Linked DNA regions of Sus scrofa: region 1 is linked to region 2. Evidence: chromatin contacts called from public HiChIP or PLAC-seq data. All regions are on one chromosome and are shown on one strand. The core of a region is the stretch at or near the end of the contact, and the rest is flanking DNA. Distances in the headings are between cores, read along the strand shown. Region 1 holds the start of PIK3IP1 (phosphoinositide-3-kinase-interacting protein 1). Region 2 holds the start of DUSP18 (dual specificity protein phosphatase 18).

Region 1 (7,252 bases), core at 224-2,723, 500 kb before region 2:
AAGCTCTTGGAAGGCAGAGATTTCAAATATTTTGTTCACAGATATATTCTCAGTATCCAGACTATGTGTCTAGCATGCAGTTGTAGTACGTTCTTTTTTTTTTTTTTTTTTTTTTTTTTTTGTCTTTTTAGGGCTGCACCCTCGGCATATGGAAGTTCCCAGGCTAGTGGTCAAATCAGCCACAGCAACTTGGGATCCAGCTGCATTTGCCACCTACACCACAGCTCATGGCAATGCTGGATCCTTAACCCACTGAGTGGAGCCAGGGATTGAACCCACATCCTCATGGATACTAGTCAGGTTCGTTACCACTGAGCCACAATGGGAACACCTATAGTACATTCTTAAAATTTTTGTAAAATAAATAAGAATTGTTTTTTTAAAAAGACTCCTGAATATTATGTTAGAATTATTAAATTCTAAAACATTGGCTTGTGTGTGTGTGTGTGTGTGTGTGTGTGTGTAAATTCACAGACTTGGTGGTGTAATTCCCAGTGGAGGACAAAGTCAGGTGTCAGAGGATTGAAAGCTTGTGTAGAGAGACAGGAAAGTAAGTGCAAAAACAAAGCAACATGTCTTATGTAGTAGATAGAAGGAATCAAATATTGTCAGCAAACTTCTTCAAAGAGTAAACTAAATGCATCTCTGTCCATCATTTCCATGTCTGAAATCTGACTGTAGTGAATGCAAATTCACTTCAGATTAGTTGTCTTGGCATTAACCTTCTTCCCTGATAAAACTTTTGAAACTTTTGAAATAATGAAGTCTTTTTTCCTCCTCCCTAAATTACTACCCGCAAGATGCAAGCCCTCAGATGGAAACAGTCTCCCATTTCTATTTTGAGATTTGCCTGAGTCACAAGGTAGTCTTGGCGAATCACTCTGCTCCATCTCTCAGTTTACTGAGGCTGCCTGGGAACTGGAACTGTCAGCCAAACAGGAAAAGGGCTGTTCTGCCTAACTCCAAAAGGGCTCAGGCATACGGATGGGGAGGGGGGTTGTTAATGATGGATATAAATTGCTGCAAATGGATTTCCCACAGGGTGGGGTGGGAAAAGCAAGTATTTTACTTAATTCCTCTATATGAATTCAGGCCTGAAAAGGCACTCTTAAATATAGCTAAGCAGATATCCCAGCATTGGCATATGTATTTTCAACTAAAGAGACCCCCCTCATATTCGTACTATATATGACACCCCAAATATAAGCAAAGGAATATGACTGATCTGACCCTGGCTGTTTAAAAAAAAAATCAATGTTTATGAATATGTATAAATCTCAAAAGCCCTTTTTCTTTCTCAAGGGTAGGTATAAAGAGCTACTTCCACCTGGATGCCCTTATTTGTGCCCCTCTCCGTAGTCTTGAGTTCCTCCTGGTTGTGTAGCTGACATGTTCTCCCTAAGTGGTTACTGTAATTCCAAACCTCCTGCCCCCCAGTGAAGTGTCTTGACAAAACTATTCTTTCTATACTCACACAAACGGAAACAGAAGAGAGGAAAGGCCCTGGGGATGCAGCCGCTGCAGGTCTCAAGCTGAACCACTAAGCAACCTGAACTTCTTTGCCTCTTCACTTGGCTGAGTTCCTCTCTTGACTCAGGGTAGAGTGATGAGCCTGGTATAGGAAGCTTAGGACCCAGGGGGCGCCTTTCAGCCAGAAAGAAAAAAAAAAAAAAAAAAAAAAAATACCTCTCGCAGCAGCAAGCTAGCTGGGAAGCTCCCAGTTCTAAAGAGAAGCTGTTTACCAGAAGAGCATAACAAGGGCAGGTCTGACTGCAAGGCTGGGAACCAGAGGAAGAGCCGCCACCAAGGGGACCCTAGCTGGACCCTGGTTGGTCAATCACCTGCAGGACGAAGGAAGTGAGGATGCTGTTGGCCTGCGTGCAAACAATCCTTGTCAGCAACATGCTCCTGGCAGAAGCCTATGGATCTGGAGGTAAGATTACAATCTTTTCCTTCTGCAGCAACTTAACGAAGCGGAAAGGGTAAAGCTCTCTATTTCCCAAGCAGGAAGGATGATGACAGGAAAGGGAGATTTTAGCAGGTTCCGGTTGTCCCATGAAAGCTTTTTTTGTTTTGTTTTTTTCCCTTTCTCCTTTCCCTGCCAGGAGCTTGCAGCTCCATCTTTGCCATTAAGAACAAAGGCAAGTAGCTACTTTGCTTTTCCTTGCCTGTGGCTCATGACTGGATGGAACTTGAGCGTTCATCCCCCCTTACTCCTAAATCCTGTTCTTTTCTGGGGCTTTGCAGTGTCACCAGAGCACAGGTTCTCCTTCCCCGGCCCCTTCCTCGGCTCTCCCGCTGAGGGTGGGAGTTTGGAGTCACATCCAGGCAGCGAAAAGGCAGGTTCCCTCCGTTTGAGGCTCTCTCTTGCGTTACTGAATCAAAGCTTTTGTAGAATTCTCTTGGGAAGGAGTGTTGGCCTGTGGCAGTGTGGCCATATCCGCAGAGAAGGGAACACCAGAGTTTATGTAACATAGAGTGACAACACAGGGATGAATTTCGGATCTGGTCGCCCACCGACCGTCTCCACAGAGGGACCTGAACCCAGGGCTCCCCCGCACCCTCCTCCAAAGTGGCCACAAGTTCCAGAGCAACAACCCTGTGCACCTGTGCAGTGTTTTCAGTCTTACAGTTTTTTTTTTTTTTTAAAGGAAAGAAATTAAGAAAGAAAAAAACTAACACTGAGCGCTGGGGGCAGGGCGCCGGCTGGGGGCTCTTCTTGCCCTCTCCCTTCTCTTTCCGGCCTCACAGATCCTCTGCGAGGCAGGCGGGGTTTTCCACCTGAGGGCAGGATTTCCCAGGCAGGGTGGGCCCGCGCTCCCCTGCCCAACTGTGTTCGGGGGCTCCTCTTCCTCACAGGCTGCTTCTGGGACAACGGCCACCTGTACCAGGCTGACCAGCTCTCCCCCTCGCCGGGCCTCCACTGCCTCAACTGGCTGGACGCGCAGAGCGGCCTGGCATCTGACCCAGAGTCGGGTGAGTGCCCGCCCCGGGCGACAGGCGGGCGGCGGCCGCGTTCCGGCCCCGGCCCATGGCGTCTCCTCTCCTCTCTCAGGCCCGGGCAACCACAGCTACTGCCGGAACCCGGACCAGGATCCGCGCGGGCCCTGGTGCTATGTCAGCGGCGAGGCCGGAGCTCCCGAGAAACGGCTTTGCGAGGACCTGCGCTGCCCAGGTACCAGCCCGAAACCCAGCGCCCAAAGGGGCCGGGGAGCGGCCGCGGCGCACGTGCAGCAGCGGGACGCCGGCAGGCCCCGCCCCGCCCCGCGCCGCCCGATTGGCCAGGGCTGTCTCCAGGCCGCGGGGCCCACAGCCCATTGGCCGGCGCCGCCGCCCGGTATGAGCTCATCCTCAGCGAGTGTCTCGTAAACAACCAAGGGAGGGGAGGCCCCTCCCATCGGCCCAGCTCCAGGCTCCCTGCGCAGCCTAGGGGACCCTGGGAGAGTACGTCCCGGGTCCCCTGTCCTTAGCGAACCTCGCGGCGTTTACCGACAGTTTTTTTGGAGCGTGTGCTGTGTGCTGGGCTCACAGCACCCCTCCACCTCACCCCACCCCGGGAGGAAGAAGTCTGGGGGATATGAGACTCAGAGAATTTCCTCGATTTACCAAAGGTAGCGGCAGGATCCGGATTTCAACCCAAGTTTCTTAGACTACGCAGTGCAGGCTTGTGGCTCCTGGGGCAGCAAGACAGTAGGGTTGAATGCGATATGTAAGCATATAACGTAGGGACTGCTGCAGAGCGTGGGCTCAACAGTGTGAGCTGCTCAGAGGAGTCGTGGATTGTTTCCTTGTATAGAGGGGGGACCTGGAGAAGATGGCAAGGATATGAACACATGAAGACGGGGAGGCAGGAGATGCCCTTTCTCATAGCCTTCCCCTCACTTTTGCCTTGTCTCAGCTATGGTGCAGCCCTTAGGCCTGGTCTTCCCCCTGAGGCCTTGATTCTAAGGTGGGCCCCTTCGTCTCTGCCTCAAATTCAGGCCACTCTATGATGAGAGCTCTTTCCCATTTTACCCCCAGAGACCAATTCCCAGGGCCTGCCAACCTTCACAACAGAAACTGAAGAGGCGTCTGAAGTGCCAGGAGGAGAGGAGGTGCAGGTGTTTGCCCCTGCCAATGCCCTGCCCGCCCGGAGCGAGGTGGCAGCTGTGCAGCCAGTGATTGGGATCAGCCAGCGGGTGCGGGTGAACTCCAAGGAGAAAAAGGACCTGGGAACCCTGGGTAGGATTGCTCACCCCTGTCCTTGTAGAATTCATGGAGAAATATTTGCTGATTTTTCTGGGGTGGAGCTAATGGGACCTTGTGTCCTGTCCTTGGCAGGCTCCGTGCTGGGCATTACCATGATGGTGATCATCATTGCCATTGGAGCTGGCATTGTCCTCGGTTACACCTACAAAAGGTCAGTAGCTTCTCTTCTGGGACCTCTGAGATGAGGAGAAGCAGGTACACAAAGTCAAATGAGACTTCTTTGTGGCATTCTTACCCACAAAGGAAGTTAGGTGTTGCAGGAGGAAAACCAGCTCAAGATGTAGAAGTTTGGTTCTACTCTTTACCAGGTGACCTTGGACAAACCCTTTTCTTTGGTGCCTTTCCTCACCCAAAAGCCCTGTGAGGTAGGGGTTCTTGTTGCCTGTTTTGCAAGTAAGCAGGCCTTCACCAGAAAGGTGGTGATTTGCTCAAGGTCACACTGTCTGGGAGTGGCTGGATTCAGACTCAGCTCTTTTGATACCACATTCTCTGCTACCTAAGCCAATGTGCCTGGTGTGGAAGTGAGTGGTCCTACAGAAATCAGGCTGGGCTCTCATTGCAGGGACCCAGAAATTGAATTCTTTCTGTGAGTTATAAAATTCTGCTACTACAAAAGTTTTCTAGCCACAGCTTTTGCAGTTGGGGCTTGAATGTCCTGAGCCATAAGCAGTGGGATCTCCTCTAGGACAGGAGGAAGGAAGAGATTTAGAGGACAGGGAGCCTCTTTGCTACTCCTTACCACACATGAGAGAGCCAGAGAGGCTACCTGGGAAACTCACGCTGGGACAGCAGGAGGAGGAATGCTTATTTTGAGAAGTCCCCCGATATACCATGTGGAAAGGGCTCTCAAAGCCAATTATGGGTGCATGATGACAGGCCATGGTTGTGTTCATTTTTATAGCACTAGCTGACTCTGGGAGATCTTGGGAAGAACCAGTCTTGAGTATCTGTGATATTTCTTTTCTGGGAAGGCTTCCTATCAGGAAAGTGATGTGGTGGCCTGCATTTTCCAGTGGTGAGGACCACATTTGAGCCCACAGCCCCAGTGGGTCACCCAGCATTAAATAAACCTAAGGTGTCCTTAGAGTGATGTTGTCCACCTTCTCATTTTCCAGATGGAAAAGGAGAAGTATTGGGTAGGAATAATAATAACAATAGCAGCAATAATGAACATTTACCAGAGGCCAGGCACTGCTTTAACTCAGTTCACACAATATCACCTTATGAGGTAAATGCTGTTATTATCCCCAGTTTGCAGATTAGGAAACAGAGGCAAGAGAAGATATGTACTTTGCTTGTGGTCACACACCTAGCATTTGGTGGAGCTAAGTCTTAGCTCTGCCACCAACTAGTGATGTGTGTGACTTTGGGCAAGTTGCCCGTTTCCTTCTCTAGGGCACTGTTGTAGCTGAGGCATGTGACTGTCTAACCCATTGTAAGTGGTCAGTACACTATAGCTGTTTTCCTTTTCTGTAAGATGTGGGTATTGTGCTAGCACCCTCCAGGTCTCTGATCTATGACTCAGGAAGCACAGGTTCAGAGAGGAGGAATATTGACCAAGAAGGTCTCCTGACTCCCAGTGCAAAGTTGCTGCCCTCAGTGGGATGGTTGATGTGGCAGGTCCAGGGGCACCTGCTTGTTCATTTCAGGGTTAGAGGAAATGATGAGGAGGCCCTGGCTACAATTCATAATCAGCCCCAAACTGTGTTGGCCGAATTTAGCCCCTGAAACGTTTCCTCCTTCCTCAGCCACTAGATAGCAGTTGGCTCTCCTCCAATCTTGTGACAGTGTCCAGGCCTCCAGGTGCTTGAACTGACTGCTAAACATCCCTAATTTGGCTCAGTTTCTCATGCCCAATGAGGAAGCCAAGCCTTTTTCTCTTAGATTTGCTCCTTTCGGCTGTCACTGGTCTGCTCTGATGTCTCGTATTTACTTTCCTGTAAACTCAGGGCGAGGCACCAAGTCACCAGACTCCCCGTCACTAACCACCGGACCACTCCTTTCCTCAGCAAAAGTGCTCTGAGCACAGACTGTACAACAGGAAACCACATGTGGGCTAGAGGCAAATTCTCAGCTCCTATCACTCCCCAAAGTCAGAGTGTCCTGGAAAGCACTGTTGAACACAGGTCTTGCCACTTGTCTGCACCTCAGTTTCTTGTCTGTTCATTGGGGCTGTGTCACCCCTCTGCACACACCCATACCCACCCCCAGATTATTTTAAGTATTACATGTAAACAGGAGAACACCAGTCAGGTTAAATAACCACTAATAGCAGCCAACTTTTATTGTAATTTTTCACAGTAAGTGAGGCCCCACTGAATGCCCTTCCCTGAGGATTACTCCCAAGCTTCATAACCACATCAAAAGGATCACTTTTACACCGTTTTACATCAAGGAGCTGAGACCTAGAGGAGTTAAGTGCCATGTCTGAGCTACATGGCCAATAGAGTGTGTCTAACGGTTGCTAGACTCTCCCAGAAGTCCAGTAATGCTCCGGAGCTTCCTGCCAGTTTGCTTTGGATTTGCAAAGGACAGTAGTAAAAACTTTCAAAAAGGTGGGTTTGGAAGTCAAAAGCACCAGGATCTAGTTCTGGAACTGCCACCAATTCTGGGTGTGACCCTGGACAAGGTCACATTTGCCTCCTCTGATTTCTCATCTGTAAAATAGTGTAGGGGCATGAGGTTAGCTGTGATCTTCCCAGCTCTGGTGTTTCCTAAAAAGACAGTATTACCTACTGGCAGATCCAAGATCTGCCATTGGCTTGAATAAATGGTTGTTGAACCTCTCTGCATCTGCCCTCCCTTCTCTGGAACAGAGATCCTAATGGATGCTACATGTTTGTTGTGAGGATGAAATTAGCATAGTTTGGGCATACTGTTGGTGTTGATAACCTTAAGTGCCTGGAGAAGCTGGTCCTGAGCAGCAGCGCAGCTTAGCACTGCTTCTGACTGGGAAAAGAGCAGTGGCTCAGAGTTACATAATAATTTGATGAAACCCCTATTG
Region 2 (6,669 bases), core at 3,697-6,196:
TTGAGACCCAAAGAGACCCTACTGAAACAAAAGTATAAAAATCTCAAATAGGGGAGTTCCTGTCATGGTGCAGTGGTTAACGAATCCAACTAGGAACCGTGAGGTTGTGGGTTCCATCCCTGGCCTTGCTCAGTGGGTTAAGGATCCGGCATTGCCGTGAGCTGTGGTGCAGGTCATAGACTCGGCTCGGATCCCGCGTTGCTGTGGCTCTGGCACAGGCTGGCGTCTACAGCTCCGACTGGACTCCTAGCCTGGGAATCTCCATATGCTGCGGGAAGCAGCCCTAGAAAAGGCAAAATAAATAAATAAATATCTCAAATAGTACTAAGCATTTGACAGCAAAGAGAAGTAAAAAAAGACTTTATTTAACAAATGTTCATTGAATTCATATCATATGCCAAATCTTCTTCTAGGCCCTGATAAATACCTCATGGTATTTATCATGATGATAGAGCAGTGAAAGAAATCTGACTAAAATCTCTGCCATCCTGAAGCTTACATTCTAATAAAAGAAGACAGGGGGAAAAAAATCATTTAGAGGGTGGCAGAGGCCATGGAGACAAAGAGAACAGTTAAGAGGGCTTAAAAACACCATGTTGGGGGTGTTTCAATTTTAAAAAAAGATGGATCACTGATGAATGAGAAATTTCAACAAGTGCTTAGAATATGGGAAGAAGGAGAGAGCACTTGATGAGCAAAACAGGTGGAAGCAGCGGCTGAGAACATTCTCTTAGCCAACTAAAGAGGAGGTGGGAGCCAGTTGGCTTGAAAGAACCCAGGGAGGCTTTAGGCTCAAAGTCAACAGGTTATGGCAGACAGTAGGAGGGGGAACAAAATGGGGGATTTTATTCTTCAAACTGGTTGGCGAGCCCATGATGTCTTGTATTTTTGTATGCCTTCCACATGTTTTATGACATCCTTTTGTGTCTGCTTAGTTATATAATAAACATAGCCTCACATACACCCTGGGGCAGGGGTGGGGGGATAGCTGCTCCAACCTACTGTCCTACCTCTCTCTACACTGAAGTTTGCAAAGTGCAGGTAACATTTCTCCCAGGCAGAAAACAATGTGTCTCTTCTCTAGAGAAAATGAATTAAATATCTGAGGTCAGCAAGGGCTTGCAGAGTGGATACTGGGACCACAAAATAGAGCCCTCCTGACTCTGCTATGTGTGATCTGCCCCACACACAGCTTCCAGCCAGATATCCTCATTCAGCAAAGGGGCCAGAGGTAAGCCAGACCTAGCTGCATAATAGCAGAGGAAACATACTGATTCATTTTACAAGGCACTTGCTAAGGGACATAGAGCCAGAAAGCAGTCGACTTGGGATTTGAACTGAGGCCTTCCTTCCAAATTTGTGCACCGTGCTGCCCTGCCTCCCTCTTAGCTTTTGCCTCTCTTTTCCTGGGTAAAATGAGACATAAACCAGCATCTACTTTTGAATCTGTGGCCACAAGCTGACCTGGATTTTTCTGGCTTTGCTCATAGCAGGAGTTGCTCCCATCCACTCAACAGATATGTATGGAGCATCATGTGTGTAAAGGTCTGTGCTGCATCTCAGGCTTGAGAATGGAAAGAAGTGCAGAGATCTGCCACCAGCACATGTACTATCCTCCACTCAAAAAACAAACAAAAAACAGTTGGAGGTAGGAGAGCTGAAGCCCAGAGAAAGGTTACTGTGGGAGGCCAGGATCCAGGTCAAGGCTCGCTTCTGGCTTGGCCCCCTCAGCCCTCAGAGTCCTGCAGAGCTCCCAAGTCAGCAGTTGGGCCAGGCCCTGAACTGTAATACCCAGGTAACACTTCTTGCCCCACCAAGGGGCTGGGCTGGGAAGCATCCGTTGTCGTCCTCTTGTTTGTAATAGGGGTCCTCAGGAATGAAGTGATTTGGCCTCCCTCCCAGATCCTGGCACACAGATCCAGCTGGAGGCACAAGCAGATCCAGCTGGGCGCGCAAGCATCTGCTGACCCCTTGTGGTCACTGTGGCCCAGCCTTGGTTACACGGCTGGGACATTCTGCCCTGGTGACCTCACTTCTCAAAGCGTTTTCCCACCACTTACCTCATGGGGTCCTCCCTAACACCCCAGGAGGCGAGGGGAGCCAGATTCCCATCCCCACTTTACAAAGTGGCAGCACCCTGGGATCCAGTCCCAAATCCACCCATTCCTTATCTGACCTTGGCAAGTCAATTCCCCACTCCCTGCCTCTGTTATCTGCCAGCGAAATAGAAGCACCCCGCACGAGGCAGCTCTGAGGTTGTTCCAGCTCCCCAAACTCTCAAAGCAGACAGGTGACTTGCCCAAGGTCAGAGTGAGTCAGGGCAGAGGCACTCCTGGTCAGCAGGTCACCTCACTTCCCCACACTGATCAGGTAAAGTGAGAGGTGTCATAGCAAACAAAAAAATACCAGTTCCTCCACCTCTATGTTGGACAGATGGATAGGTGAGTGGATGGGTAGGTAGAAGAGTTAATGATCCAGCCACAGGGGCAGCCAAAAAAAAAAAGCCCCCCAAAACCCCAGAAGTTCCCTCCTTCTACTCCAGGTCATGGAGAAATTCTGGAGAGGGAAGGAACAAGGTCCACTGTGCACCCAGCAATTTTTTAAATTGGCCAGGTTTTCCAAGTACCCTAAAGGAGCGATATGCATCTGGTGATGGGGAGGAGGAAAGGAAGTGTGCCTTCAGCAAGAATTAAAGATCTTCTCAGACACACTTGATCCCATTAAAAGAGTATCATTTAACTGCCATCAGCACTGTCCCCTGCCATTAGCACTATTCTTCAGACACAGAGGATATTCCACAAATATTTCCTGAGGATGAAACTGAAAACATCTTTTCAAAGGCAATGGTCAGGACTCCCATGTCCTGTTCACCCACTTCCTTGGTGGGCACCTGCCTCATCGTCCATATGTCCCTAACATAGCCTAACTCTCCCTAACGCCCAATCCATCCCAGAATGGGTGACAAGTTCTCCTCAGTCACCTGGTAGAAGAGGGACCAGGAGTTTAGTCCAGCTCTCTGTTAAAGAGCTGACCTTGAGTAACTGATGTTACAGCTATGGCTCCACAGCACCATCTGTGAGCTCATGCTCCCGAGGGCTCTAAGTCCCCAGCCTCTACTCCCAACTGCACCAATAAAGATTGGGTGCTTATCTCACAGAGGTTAGGAGATGGTCTTCAGAGGGAGACAGGCCTGAGGTGGGCTTTGTCACTTACAAGCTGTCCAACCTTAGACAGGATTCTTAATCTTCCCCACCCACCTGACTCCCAGGAGTCCCCCAGTCCATTGTGCCTCAGCATGAGAATGCAAAGACCCTCATCCAGGGGAGAAGGGTATATGTGGCTGGAGGCTAGATTGGGGTGATTCTCAGAGAGGCTGCATCAGGTTAAGAGCTAGGAAGTGGAGAGTTGAGGACAATTTGGAAAAAGAGGTGCTGGGGCTGCTGTGTGGGCCCTCTGAAGGTGGCACAATCCCCAAAGCCTTTCTTTCCCCTTTTTAGGTACAGTGCTAAGGAAAAAGACTGTTGAAACAAATATACCAAATATAAGAAGCACATCCAGGAGTTCCCGTCGTGGCGCAGTGGTTAACAAATCCGACTAGGAACCATGAGGTTGCGGGTTCAGTCCCTGCCCTTGCTCAGTGGGTTAACGATCCGGCGTTGCCGTGAGCTGTGGTGTAGGTTGCAGACGTGGCTCGGATCCCATGTTGCTGTGGCTCTGGCATAGGCCAGTGGCTACAGCTCCGATTCGACCCCTAGCCAGGGAACCTCCATATGCCGCGGGAGCGGCCAAGAAATAGCAAAAAGACAAAAAAACAAAACAAAACAAACAAACAAACAAAAAAAAAAACACATCCAAATGCTAGAAGCAGTTGAACTTTTTTAGGGTGTTTTTTTGGGGGGGGAGGGGTGCAAATGTGGTCGTATGGCTTGTACAATAAAATTTAAATATTTTAAATCAATTATTCTAAGCAGTTTCACTCAGCCAAGAAAACAGACAAGAACCTAGAAAAAGACAGTTTGGCTCCCACTGAAAAGCAGCATATGCTCCAGTTCTCAAAGGAAGACCCCGAAGGAGGAAAACAGAAGCATCATGAGCTTCTGGCTCCCCACCTCTGCCCTGGACCCCTGGGTTGGGGGCTCACTGAGATCCAGCTGAAAGGAAATGACTAGGCAGCAACGCTGGAAGGGTGAATGAGGATGAGGATGAGCAAAGAGGACTTCTGAAAGCCACAGAGAGGACTGAGGTCCTTACCTAGCAGCTGCGGTGGTGATGTGGAATGACCACTCCACGGCAGTTGGGAAACCTGCTTCTAGTTCTCTGCCACTAACTTGCTGTATAACCTTGGGCAAGTCAGGTCACCTCTCTGGGCCTCAGTTTCCTCATCTGTAAAACGAGGGAACTTGGTTAACTTAAAAAAAAACATGCACCAGGCCCTTATTCTGTGCAATGTGCTAAAGCTGCAATACAAGAACAAATAAGATAGTCATTTATGCAAAAAACATCGAGTAGTTACTAAGCATTGTGGTTACAGGGATGAACAAGTCAGCACTCTTACCAGCAAGACATTCACGATGTGGTCAGGAAGACAGCAAGCAAACAAGAAATGGCCAACCACAGGCTCAGTATGGACAGAGAGGTCAGCACAGAAAAGAGTAGCCTTTTCTACTGGGTCTGGGGGGGGAGGGGGCAGGACAGAGAGTGGCATGGAAGAGGCCTGAAATGAATCTTGGAGGATCCTTGGCCCCTGCCCGCAAACACTGTACAGTCTCATCAAGGGTTGGGACAAATGCCCAAACATCTACCACAGAAGGCAGAGCAAAGCCACCGGAGGTCAGCCAAGTTCAGAGGAGGGGAAACCTCCTCTGGCTTAGGCAGGGCGGGGAGAGGGGTGGGGCAGGCAGGAGGCAGAGGATCTGAGAATCTCAGGGAGTGGGAAAGGAATGGCACGGAGATAAGCCTTGAAAGATGAAGAGAGCTTCCCAAAGCCCATGGGGGGCTGAAGAGGCACTCTAGGTGATGGGGCTGCGCAAGTAAAGACACAATGTGGGGACCGTCGGGTATAGTTGGGACAGCAGGCAGGTCAGGGTGGGTGTGAGGGCAGGCAAGGCTGAAGCTAACCAGAGGCATCGTGATGAGAGCCACTGAGTGTGGGCCCTTGGCCATGCACTCACATCCTCATACCACTTCCTGGAGGCAGGTTCCCTCACTACTACCCCATTCTTTTAGATAAGGAAATAGAGGCTCAGAGACATTACCAAGTCACACAGCTAAGGATGGCGGAAATAACCCTTATCTCAGGTCTACCTGATGCCCCACCCTGACTCCTCACCACTGGAATGCCAGGCAAAGGCATTACTGAGACCTTCCCATCAAAGGTCTCAGACACGTGGGGACCAAAGGGCATTCTATGCCTTAACATTGGAAGCTGGCTTAATTCACCCTTTTCTAGTTGGGCAGCTACAGGACTCTTACCAGAAAAGAGGGGATGGGATGGAGCAAGAAATATTAGAATTGTTCAGGGGTTTTGTGCTCCACTGTCCACTGGTCTTGGTTTATTGTTGTTCTACGATGGTGTAGACTGGCTGCTTCCCAGCTCTTCTCCTGTCAGCCCTGTGCTGTCATGGCCTTGAGGTGGGTCACTCTTTCTTGACTAGGGTGGCCGTCTGCTCTTCTTCAGCTGGGTTTTTAACTCGACCTTGTACATCCGGATACTATCCAGGTACTGCCGAATATTCATGGATTCCCGTCTCCAGCGCCCCAGCTTTCTGAGCTGGTCAGTCATGAATTTTTTTTTCAAGTGGTCATACAAGTGGCCCATCTTTTTCTTGGTCTTGTCAGAAGCTCTTATCTTACAAAAAACAGAGGTGATGTTAGGATGAAGAGGCTACTTCACAGTAAGAGAGGCATCTGTGCTACTGATATAAGGGTGGAGAAGGGACCAGCTGGACCCAATATTTCGTAAGTACCTCGGCTCACAGGGCGCCTTGGTTTCCCTATTTGTAAAGCGTAGGCATCAAGCTAGATAGTGTCTATGGTACCTTCTGACAGTCTGCAGCCTTAGAGCCTGATTTTGACCTTAACGTCTCTATCTGAAGACTGGTCAGAAAGAGGAGGGGGTGTGGGAGGAGGGGAAAGGGTGCATCTTGCTCACCCCCTTCCTTAACTCCTATCAGCCGGTCCCTGTCACTCACTTTGTGGATCCCACATATAGTTGGGAACACTCCCTACATCACACTGAACTTTGCTTATTTCTTCTCTCTTTTCTGTCCTGTCCCTAACAAGACTATAAGCTTTGGGAAGGCACGTCCTTTGTCTTATTCATTTACTTATTCCAATGAGTTAGCTGGGGAGAAGATACTAAGGACAATCAGCCTCAGGTCTTTAGTAAGGACAATGTAGTCAGGAAGATGGAACACATGCCCAGATATTTCTAACCAGGGCAGAGAGTGATTTCACTTTTACCATGGATCAAGGCCTTTTGACCTTGGCAATACTAATATTTTGGGGTCAGGGAATTCTTTGTGGTTGGGGGATGACCTCCGGCTTCTAAATGCCAGTAGCACCACCCCACTGTCACTCATGCTACTAAAAATGACTCCAGACATTGCCAAAGCTCCTGAGGGGGAAAGCCATTCAGGTTGAGAACTGTGGCCATAGATGAAGAGACAC

What was found. HiChIP or PLAC-seq counts read pairs in DNA pulled down with a chosen protein or histone mark.
Region 1: an H3K27ac HiChIP or PLAC-seq map of alveolar macrophages shows a contact between it and region 2. The contact joins the promoter of PIK3IP1 here to the promoter of DUSP18 in region 2.

Annotation. Positions count from the first base shown.
Region 1 is chr14:48,045,881-48,053,132 of Sscrofa11.1, reverse strand. PIK3IP1 (phosphoinositide-3-kinase-interacting protein 1) reads left to right here and starts at 1,473. Exons shown (of 6, transcript XM_001926534.4): 1 at 1,473-1,933; 2 at 2,860-2,976; 3 at 3,056-3,175; 4 at 4,021-4,221; 5 at 4,321-4,399. The coding sequence starts at 1,864.
Region 2 is chr14:47,549,230-47,555,898 of Sscrofa11.1, reverse strand. It overlaps DUSP18 (dual specificity protein phosphatase 18), which reads left to right and starts at 4,946. Exons shown (of 2, transcript XM_021072953.1): 1 at 4,946-5,958. SLC35E4 (solute carrier family 35 member E4) reads right to left here. Exons shown (of 4, transcript XM_021072952.1): 4 at 5,742-5,848. It overlaps C14H5orf52, which reads right to left. Exons shown (of 3, transcript XM_021073685.1): 3 at 5,651-5,843. The coding sequence ends at 5,651.